2 separate regions of the Bombyx mori genome follow, and region 1 is linked to region 2. The links are chromatin contacts, called in public Hi-C maps. All regions are on one chromosome and are shown on one strand. Each heading gives the region's core, a stretch centred on a gene start, on an enhancer-like site or on the middle of the called end of the contact. The rest is flanking DNA. Distances are from core to core; before and after follow the strand shown.

Region 1 (5,621 bases), core at 190-2,689, 400 kb before region 2:
TTTAGTTTATTTTTCTCTTTTCTAAGAAAAAAACTAATATCTGCATTAATAAAATCAGTATTTTGTTATTAGGAGTCAATTTAACTGAGTGCAGTATGAATAGATAAATAAGAACTGTCAGTAGATTTTGTATTAAATACTTACAGAGAACTTTATTTATCTAATTTAAGCTTAAAATTAAAATTTAATTTGAATTTAAGCAATTAATGCTAAATAAGCAAAAAGCTGACTAGTAAGCGATTGTAAGCCTTAAAACAGTTAATAATACCCACTATGTATTGTCGCTGTTTGGTTTTGTTGTGAAACCCTGTTTATAGTATGGGTTGGAGCTTCATTCAGAACAAACATAGCTCTCCTGGCCGTCACCGGAGCTCCTGCTGTGACAACCCTTGTGACTTGAGCCCCCGAGTTGGATACTGCCACAGCAACAGCACCCACTTTATCTTGGACTTGCGGTGTCTTGTGAGACATAACAGTGAGTGTTGTCTCTGGAGACACCTGAAATGTTTTATTTATTGTTGATTATTTGTTTTTATTTATAAAATGATTTTAAGTCTTTACTGAAATGAAACCTATTTTGAAACAAAATAGCACATATAAGTACACAATTTCATAATAGCTTTTTTTTGTTGCTAAATATTAAAATAACTAGAAAATTTACTTCAAGTGAAAGCTGATTGTTGTTAATTTCATTCAATCTTGCTTATGGTTAAAACTTTGAGAGGATGCACTTTGAAATTAAAGTGCACAATAAATGTTTACTCTAAAGTGCTTCAGTTATTTAATTTATTTTATTTAGACCTTACCGTACTCCCAAGCGAATAACTGAGGCTGCTCGGAGTTTCGACATCGCCCTTGGTAAGGTCCGCGGAACTCGTAAAGCCCCAAGAATAACCGAAACCCGAAACATTGTTCGGTGTTGGCATACACATTTTCACCACAATATAAACTTCACTACATAGAAATGTAAACGCACTAACACAGATTCACTATTTGATAGTAAACAGTCCTCATGACAGTTTTATCATTGCGAACATGTATGTACGACCTCACAACCACACACGCAAAACGCACTCATTGACAGCGACGCCGAATATCAAGCGAAAACAACACTAATTTACAACTTGTGATGGTGTTCTGTGTAAATAACGATGAATCTTAACTTTAGACGACATCTAAATTAGTTTAATCAACCCAATATAAAAGGCGGCCCAGAACAACGACGCTTCAACGAACATTGACACGCACATTATTTACAATAAATAGTACGTTATTAGAAGTCATATATGCATTTATAAGCTTCATAATTACATATAAAATAAAAAACACTTTCGTATGTCAAAAAAAATTGGAGAAAATCCAGATTTTTATGAAAACAATTAATTTATCGCACACACAAAAAACCTGACGCCATTTTATTATTTATGGTCATTTGAAAACTGAAGCATAAACTTTTAAATTTCTAGTTTTTTTTTTGTCAAAGACAAACTTTATAAAATTCTTGAAATTAGTTTATTTTTTAAGCCCTATAACTAATCAATCAAAGCTGTAGTTTCACTAAAAGATTTTTGGTATTATGAATAAATGTACTTCTCTGCATACTGTTCTACTTTTGAATTAATTTCTATTTAAATTGGCTGAATTTTTCATCCTAAACGCTTTAGAACTAACAAAAATTACGTGATTTAATTACACCACATTCTTTACATGAAATGTCAATATTCTTGGGGTATTTTTTAATTTATCTTAGTTACTTGATACATAGGTAATAAATTTATGCACTCATAGTCTGACTTCTTTGCAATATTACTAATTAAGACAAGCTCTTCAAGAACTCAAGTACCTGACTTTTCATAGATTTAAGTATAATCTGCCACCATCATGTTCTTTATGGAAATTGAATACATATTTTATGATAGATTTCAAATTTGAAGTAAACTAAACCTACAAATAAATACATCCGTTCGTTATGTATAATAATAATAATATTAAAGTATCAACAGCTAGCAATATAAATGTAGAAACAGCCTGTCATCAACTGTCACTGTCAACTTAAAATTACCAAAGAAAGTATAAAATACCTACCTACCTAGGTAGGTACATAAATATAACAGTTTAAACCTTAAATCTGAGTTTGATACTTTTTCCCTAACATATAGATTCAATATAGAATTGACCTATTTCCCGTTTATGAAATAGACATAGACGTCTTAAAATTCAAAATGAATCCGATGTCAATGGACCGAGATGAACCTTCCTCATTGTTATCATTTTCCTCCAATCACCCTCTAGAACAGTTTGTCCTTTTAGCAAAGGGAGCTAAAGGTTCTGCGTGCGCTGAACTCATCAAACAGGTTCTGGAGGCTCCAGGAGTGCATGTTTTCGGCGAGCTATTAGAGATGCCAAATATTAAAGAGGTTAGAAAACTTACCTTTATATCGATCAATTAATTCTAATACATTTTTAACCATTAAATGTATGAAACTGTCCGAATTCTATGGGTAGAAATCAATTTGGCGCTCTTGTTAAAATTCATTTTATTGTATTTTTCAGCTGGAGAGTGGACCTTATGCAACTCATTTAAAAACTCTTAATTTGTTTGCCTATGGCACATATAAGGACTACATTGAGAACAAATCGGACTATTTAGAATTAACCACAGTCCAGTGCAAGAAATTACAGCATCTGACCATTGCAACACTTGCAACACAAGAGAAATGTATCCCTTACAGTGTGTTACTTGAGGAATTGGATATTAAAAATGTTAGAGATTTAGAAGATCTTATCATTGAAGCTATTTATGCAGGTGAGTTGATTTTCCTACTATAGTGTATATACAAACAGTCCCTAATAAAAAAAGTGTCAGAGTTGTTGATTCATAAAACAGTATTAAAATTCAAGTTTGACTACATGCATTTTATACCTTGTTTTTTTCTTTTTCGAGTTATTCTTGTGGTGTATATGAGAAAACAATTCAGTGCCGAATTTGATGTAGTATCTAATTTATTTAGTTCATGTTTTATATAGATTAAAGCCACATATATAAAATGTGCATTGATAAAGAATACATATACACTAAATAAGCATAACTTCTAAAGTGTCCATATAAAAAAAAATCATTAAATCTTAAATGAATTTAGCTACCAATACAAATAGGAAACTGATGCTACAATGACATGAGCCATGAGCCCTACTATTATGTCTTCAGATAATTTAATGCATCTTAGTGGAATAAAGTTGGTATGAAGTCGTCGTGGCCTAAAGGATAAGACGTCCGGTTAATTCATGTTGAAGCGATGCAAAGGTGTTCGAATCTCGCAGGCGGGACCAATTTTTCTAATGAAATATGTACTCAACAAATGTTCACGATTGATTTCCACGGTAAAAGAATAACATAGTGTAATAAAAATCAAACCCGGCAAAATTATAATTTGCGTAATTACTGGTGGTAGGACCACTTGTGAGTGCGCGCGGATATCTACCACCGCCCTGCCTATTTCTGCCGTGAAGCAGTAATGCGTTTCGGTTTGAAGGGTGGGGTAGCCGTTTTAACTATACTGAAACTTTAGAACTTGTATCTCAAGGTGGGTGGCGTCTACGTTGTAGATGTCTATGGGCTCCAGTAACCACTTAACACCAGGTGGGCTGTGAGCTCGTCCACCCATCTAAGCAATAAAAAAATTACTTAATTAAAAAAAAAGTTTTATCATAAAAAATTCAATTACAATTTGAGGTTTTACAATATAACTATTGGTTTACCTTATAATTACAAGTACTTATGCTTAGTAAGTCAATGTTATGTTCCCTGTTTGAGTTTGTATGCCCTGAAAACAGTTTAACATCCTTTTATTTATCCATATAAGCATATATTTATTTTGATTTTTCTTTTACTATTTTATTTTGTTTTTACCTTCGTAGAAGGGGAGATCAATCTATTCCATGTGGTAGTAAGTAGTTGTAGGGAAACAAATAAATCTGAATGTGAATATAGCAAGCAAACATCAATAAACAATTACTTTCTAAAAATAGCATTTTTGCACTTCTCATTATGACCATGGCAACTAATTAACAATGCATTCCTTTTAATTATTACTTGTATAAAATTAAGTTCAATAAAAACCTCATTAGACAGATAGTGTGTATTCTTTATTTTACATCAATATAAACATAAATACAAAACATACATCACACAAAAGTAGAATGGGCAGTCTTATTGTCAAGAGGATTCTATTCCAGATAACCATGAAGTGGACAAGAATCACATGAGGAAATAAATTAACCGCAGTGTACTTATTAGTTAAAAGATATTTTTTTAAATATGCACAATATAACAATATATAGATATACAGTATAAACTCATTAGGAGTAGAATACCTTGACGATTTGAATATACATACATGATGTTGAACTATTTTACTGTTACAATAGACCACTCGCACGATAATTGGAAATAATTTACATACTATACTTCCATAGACATAATTCACGGCAAGTTGGACCAGGAATGTAAACGTGTGGAAGTGGACGTGGCCCTTGGCAGAGATGCGCGGCTTGAAGATGCAGCTTCCATTGCTGATGTCCTGGCCGACTGGTGCAATGCTTGTGAAGCAGTACTCAATTCTGTAGATCAACACATACAGAGAGCTAATCATCAGAAACAGAAGGCTATCAGACATCAGCAGGGTATAGAACAGAAGGTGAGTGTTATATTATCTAAGGTGCATGTATATTATATAACAATTCCTAAAACAAAAACATCATCATCAAATACAATGTTTGACCTTCTAAAAATCATATAGTTCTTATAAAAATCTTCGATCAACAATACTATTATTGATCAAGCTCAAAATAAAAAAAAATACATAACTTTATGACCCATTCGGAATGTAGGTTCACCACAAAGTATCAATCAGCAAGAAATTCAGAGCTTGCACTTTTAAAGATAAATGTATATTTACAGTTCTGGATGGAAATAGTCTTCAAAATTCTCTTAACTATTATTTTTTATCCTCCATATATATACAATTAGATTCAGATCCATAAGTAGACATGTGACATAGACAACTGCAGTGACACAGTTTAAAGGAGCATGCATTCGATTCACTATGCTTAGTGCGAGTTTTTTTACTTCTCGATCTTGTAAAAGTTAACCGTGTAGGAGTTAGAACAGTGTCCCTTCGTTTGCCGCTAGGTTCGCTGTTCCAACTTCATACTTATTTGAGTTAACTTTTACGCAATCGAGAAGTAAAAAAACTCGCACTACGTGCACAGAACACTGTCTATAGAAAGCAGTTTAGTGTCGCTTCTGTAATTGCTCGAAATCCTTTTTACCTTTCGAATATTTATCAATTCATAGTTCTGTTCAGCTTATTTGTAGAACTAGATGGTAATGGTCACTTTTACAAATATCTTAAATTTCATGTTTTACTGTAATTGTAAGTTTTAATATATTTCGCCATTGATGACAAACCAGAGTCCCAGGGATAGTACATAAGAAAACGTTTTGAAGTCCCGTAAAAAAACAGTCATGCATTACCAAACAGTAGATTATTATGAGAATTTGATTGAATACCTCAATTTGGACTCATGTATTATTACCTATGTTATAATATCAGTATGCT
Region 2 (6,076 bases), core at 918-3,417:
TCTGACTTATTATAAAAAGTACCTCTAAGTGACATTTTTACACCAGATATAACATGATCTTGGATCAAACCGCTTAGAGGTGTGCCATCTTTAGGTACTAGATATTGCTTTGTAACAGACATTATGTTGTATGCTTCACTTCTTGCATTTTCGTCTTGTGGGAAATGGGCATTCATTTCGTCTCCATCAAAGTCAGCATTGTACGATTTGCAGTTAGCATAGTGTAGTCGAAGGGTCTTCTCTCCTTTTAATATCCTTGCTCGATGAGCCATCATACTGGGCTTATGTAAAGAAGGCTGCCGGTTAAGGATCAAAATGTCACCATTCACCAAATGTCTGTGAACTGTCTTTAAGCCGGTGGTTTTGTACTCATCAGGTGTCAGAAGGCGTTTTGCAAGACTTTTCCGTTTTTGTATAGAGTCAGCAGGTATTCTAATTATTCTACCGTTCCCAATCTCTAATTTCTCTGCTCCTGGATGTTTATTGGGTCCATTGATTACCATTTTACGTAGCTCATCAACATTCCATTCCGTAACCGGGACGGGATATGTTAGTTTTGTGGCAAAAGCATCTGGGATGCCTATTTCATCTATGTCGACATTGGGATCTGGGGTAATGACAGATCTTGCAGCAAAATTCACTCTTTTGCCCATCATGTGCATCCTTATTAAGCCAGTTTTCTTTTCCAGTATCTGTTTAAGACCTTGACTTGATGCTCCCATACCTTCACAATTCAGTAAATGATTAACACTCTTTTGTAGGTCCTGCCACGCAACATGTAATTTTTCAGCTGGTGTTTTACCTTGAACAGCCTCATATGCTTGTCTTGGTGCTGTATCTAAGCAGTCTTGAGCCTTTTGTTGATTTGAGGCTGAGAGAACTTGTAAAATGACTCTAGCAGCATAGGAGTGTAACAATATGGCTTTATAAACATTAGTTTGAGGATGCTCAATCAGTTCTCCTCTCAAGATATTGCAGGGTCTTACACACGGAGGTAACACAGGCACAATTTCCATGAAAAATATATTTATTGCTGGACTAGCAGATGTATGTTTCAATACAGGGAAACAATATTTTAACAGATCTTCATCATTTTTTGAAATGTCCACACAAAATCGTCTGATTTCGTCTGGCATCAATATTTTAATGCCTTTTGTTCCTGGTGTTGAACCTTCAGCACTCAAATTATACATTATTTTACCTTCGGATGTATTAACTTTTATTAGTTTGGCCATACAAAACATACATTTTTTTACAATATTCATGCTCCTAAAATAGCCGGTTATTATTTTACTTCTAATTTTATCAGTGTTTTTACTGTGAAATGTTTCCACAATTACATCTTTTGTTTTCAAAAGTTTTCTATACTTTCTTATAGTTTTATTTGGTTTGTCCGGAGACTCCTTACTACTGTATGTTTCACTTACATAGTAATCAAGGTCTAAAGCTGCTGTTATATGCCCTGCATCTACTAGATCCAATTGCAGTTTCAATAGCGACTTTAAGCGATCGTCAAGTTGTATTCTAAAACATTTGAGACAACTTATACGGAATAGCATGTAAATACTTTTTGTAAAGAGTGGATTAATTACCACGAGGGGCAGTTCGATGTGTCCAAAATGTCCAGGGCAATGCAGTAACGAATTGTTACATGTCTCACAGTTATCGTTCCTGTCCCTTAGTGGTCCTAGTGCAGAATCGTACAGGCCTCCCTTAGTAGGGTTACCGATGGCGTCAAACGATTGGATTTGTGTTATCTTTGTTACACTCAATTTTTTTATATCTTCATCAGTGAACATAAGAAACTGTATGTGTTCGGGTTCGACGGAGGGCAACCCAGACGTTGATGATGGAAACGCCGATTTAAAAGCCATATTGTATTTCTGTGAAGAAAAACAAATTGAGTTATTTGAAGGCATGATAACATAACCTATTCAGTAAATTAGTATTAATTCGGTATGAGAAACTTACATGTGAATAGCAAGACAGGTATATTCATAAGTTACTTTATATCGTATCGATTTTCATATTTATTATCTTTGTTTATTTCCTATATTTTGAAATATATTGTGAACCTAATTTCAACAAGGTCTATGATTTCAACATTCTCTGGATTTTTATATTATAGACAAATGACAATCTATGTGTACTTTGTCTATGGCTTTTTTAAGGGATTTTATGATCTGGTAACTAAGACATTTAAGTCATATCTTATTTTAATTTACATTCTTAATTTTGAAAAATGATAATATAATCTAGTAAATAAGGGTGGCGTTACAGTAGCAACCGGGTAAATTTAAAAAAGGCGCTGAAAGTTATTAGAATAAGATAGAGAACTAAAAAAGGACGAAAGAACTGTAAGCACTACAAAATTACAAAAAAGTATGTTATTTAAAGCTAATAAGAAAATGCAATCAATAATCAAATAATTTCAGGTTATATTGACGAAATTAAATTGGACTACGTAAACATGTGAGGACTTGTATATTACACTGTCACTATCTACTCTAGTCATTAAATATCTTAAATTTCTTAACTCAACATAGAGCCTCTAGAGATTTCTAAAACAATAAAAAAACTACAGTACAAAAAAGGTAGACTTAATTACGTTTCGAGTAATTGGTATTTTTACTTTTAACATAATTATTCATTTGAATCAGTTTATAAAAGGTATATTCAGCTTAATTTTTGTTAAGGTTTTATAGCTCACTTTGATTCTCTTATTTCAGTATTATTAAGTCTTATTATTTATTCGTAGTATTAAGTAAAACAAAACCATCATTTTCAAATTATCTTGATTGCCATATTGAAAAATGTACATAAAACAAGGAAGAATGAAGAATCTATGGTTGTCAGTCAACATGGCGGCCCAGGATGAAGTTGACGTATGTGAAAGTTGGGAAGATATGGATGAAATTATTGGTGTAAGTTTTAACGTTCAGGCCCCAGTCTTCGACCCCATTCAAGGACAAGGCATTTGTCGACGAGCTATATACATAAAATATCTACATTTCAGCTGGAACAGAATATCAGGTTAAACAGTGAGAGTCCCACAGAAAACCCGCCAGCTATTTCTCTAAGGGATTGCAAGGTTACTGTTGAAGAGAACGCGTGTATCGGATCGCAGTGCATGATGCCGGAGCCTGCTATTCGCATACTAAAAAGGCCATCATCTTCTGGCAGTGGGCAGTTAAACGGAGAGAATCGTGCCCGACCGGTCAAAACTCTAGAGCAGAGGCAAAAGGAGTATGAACAGGCTCGTCTCAGGATCCTAGGCGAGGCTCGGAGTCCTGAAGATATTATTGATGATAAGTAAGTACACTGTAATATTTAAGAAATTATTGAAACAAGTTCACCATAAGTGAAGCTGCTTAGATTTACATTATGCGAATGTATTTTGAATCATTGAATATCCATTTTTATTCTATTTAAACCTTCTAGGGATGGTATTGTTTTCGAAACAAAGTTAGTTACCTAGGTTCACAACTGATGTACTTATAATACACACATAAACTTAGTAAATTATTGGTGATTATTTCAGTCAGCCATACTGAGCAGAATTAAAATATGAAATAGGGAACTTAAATGTAACTTAAAACAGTATTTTATGTGACTTCTTATTCCATTAAAATATTGATTTTTAAGTTAATACAATATATATATCACCTTGACATAATGACTTTCAAAATATACTTGTAGTGTTAGCTAATAATAGCTACAATATAGTACAGAAGATATTTCACAGATGCCTAAGTCATGCTAATAACATTTTGAAGATATGTTTACAAAAATACAAGGTCTACTGAGGAATTTCACCCCTACAAGATCTTCGTTTAGGTCTACAAAATACAAAAATATTGATGAAATTATTTATGTATGTTTTGTGTATTTTCATATAGAATTGAAAATTGTGATAAAATAATAGAAAATTTAATACATATAAAATGACAGGTTTAAAGCAACCAAAAAACGAATGGTTATTTAATAAACATATCTTAATTTGAATTTAAAATTAATACAATTTTTTTTTTAGAGTATATTAATCTTAGTAAAGAAGGAAAATTGGATTTATTAATTTTTAGTATTGTTTATGGTAACATGAAGGTAAAAAAGATATATGCAACACATATTGCAAACATAATATTGTACATTGTTACATAGAGTATAAAATATAGTTTATTTTTTGTTGTTTCGTGGTTAAAGTCCCCTCTAGAATCAGATAGGTATTGTTTTAAGCTGTTAGCAAATTATAGAAAATCACAAACAAATTCATTAACTTTCTACTGATGTTTCTAACAGGAAGCTCTCTGAGATAACAATAATGATTTGAAGTAATTGTCTTAATTTAAATACAAACCCATAATTGTTTATATAATGCATAAGATAAATTTTGGCAATTATAATATTATTGTATCTAATGGTAAATAAATTACCAAAACTGCATCATTAGACATCAATGTAAACTTTTCTTGGTCAAACATAATTAAACAACTAAATAAATTGGTGTACAAACAAACAGACTGTAGGTACACAGAAGGCATATTGACATTGAATACTAGATTTTATGGAAATATGAATTCAAATATATAAATTATTTATTTCAGACTCACCAGGCTACAAGACAAATTACAAGCAAATAATCTTAATGACAGTCAATCAAATAATAAGAAAAATGGTGAAAACGCTAAAAGTAAAGAACGTAAAGTGTTATCTCGGCTTCCACCTGGAGCTACCCCAGCTGGAGTATTTCCATCTCCACCTCCACGAGGAGTGCTTGTTATCCGTACCCCTCGTGGCCCTGATGGCACCAAAGGTTTTCTAAAAAGGTAGCAATACTTAAGTAATGTTATTATTAGTTTCCAACTTTGACATAAAATATTTCGAGTAAGTACTTGTTTGCGATTTGTTTGATTTCATGTTTAGAATATGAGTATACAAGTACAATACTAAAGTTAGTGGTGTTCCAGACTGCAGTCACCTACAGTGATGGTCCGTGCTTAGCTGCAGAGTTTTAGCTATTAATACAGACTGTTATATAGTAAAAAATTTATGGCACTACCCTATCATGTATAATTCTTATAAAGGTAGATAGACACTTGGCAGTATCATCAGCTTCGCTGACAGCTTAGAGCAAATATCTGTTTAGGACCATCAAATGGGTATATATATATATATACTCATCTGCCTACAAAGGCAATAAAAATAAATCTGTTTCATTTTTGAACCTATAAAGCATTTCATTAAAAAAATCGTGCTGGAACCATATTTAACAAGGTTACACAATACGCCACTCTGACTTATTTGGACCCTAACTTCTAAAGTGCACTTTGAACGTGTTTGAATTTAATCTGATATTTGAATATGATGCAGATGATGATATATAAATGGTACAGTCAATTGACTTAATGTATTCTATTTTATTTACATGAGAATATTGACAGTTTTTATAGCTTAAGGTAGGCATTTTAAGACTTCTGTTTGCAACCTGATATTATCAGGAATATTGCATTGCCAACATAATCTTGAGCATTTTTATATTTAAATGTCATTTAAATATATTTAAAGTATATACAAAAAAGTTTAACGGGGATATAACACTGCAATTTAAAAAAGAAATATGTGCACTTATATTTGAAACTAATTGGAATTTCAAATTTAAATCGCAGACTGTATTCGTAATAGATTGAAGAGTGCTCAGTTGTGGGAACAAAATTATTTATTGTAGTGAAACATTTTAGGATACTTAAGTGTATTGAGATTGGAACTGTACAAAAATATTAAGGTATAAAAGATATTATATAAAATTTAATGCAACGACTTGTTCATGTCACTTTCTCAGAATGTTTGAATTTAATTTACATGTACATTAGAGCTTGGACCAAGATTTGAGTTCAGAGTATCAAAAGCTAAGTAAAGCTTAATAATATTCAAACATATTTCAGTTATTTAGTTAATGATCTCATTAATTGAGATAATGAATAATATGAGATAATTGAGATAATGATAAGAAAGAATATAGAATAATCTCGATTATTCAATAATTTTCTCAACAAAGCTCATGTAGTTTGGTAATTTA

The links. A called contact is a pair of places that touch in the nucleus more often than the background predicts.
Region 1: a contact with region 2 is called in a Hi-C map of posterior silk gland, with 2.2 times the contacts expected there. The contact joins the promoter of LOC101736754 here to the promoter of LOC101746840 in region 2. A contact is called at or near these places in 2 of 7 Hi-C or Micro-C datasets (posterior silk gland and whole pupa).

What each region holds. Positions count from the first base shown.
Region 1 is chr8:3,665,964-3,671,584 of ASM3026992v2, reverse strand. It overlaps LOC101736754 (zinc finger protein 615), which reads right to left and starts at 1,439. Exons shown (of 17, transcript XM_038012444.2): 1 at 807-1,439; 2 at 273-498. The coding sequence starts at 932. LOC101746178 (COP9 signalosome complex subunit 7b) reads left to right here and starts at 1,831. Exons shown (of 4, transcript XM_004924061.5): 1 at 1,831-2,417; 2 at 2,554-2,806; 3 at 4,477-4,697. The coding sequence starts at 2,223.
Region 2 is chr8:3,266,449-3,272,524 of ASM3026992v2, reverse strand. It overlaps LOC101746840 (DNA-directed RNA polymerase I subunit RPA1), which reads right to left and starts at 2,167. Exons shown (of 3, transcript XM_004925124.5): 1 at 1,972-2,167; 2 at 1-1,883. The coding sequence starts at 1,874. It overlaps LOC101736521 (SUZ domain-containing protein 1), which reads left to right and starts at 2,782. Exons shown (of 3, transcript XM_004925134.5): 1 at 2,782-2,924; 2 at 3,017-3,312; 3 at 4,605-6,076. The coding sequence starts at 2,814. The coding sequence ends at 4,830.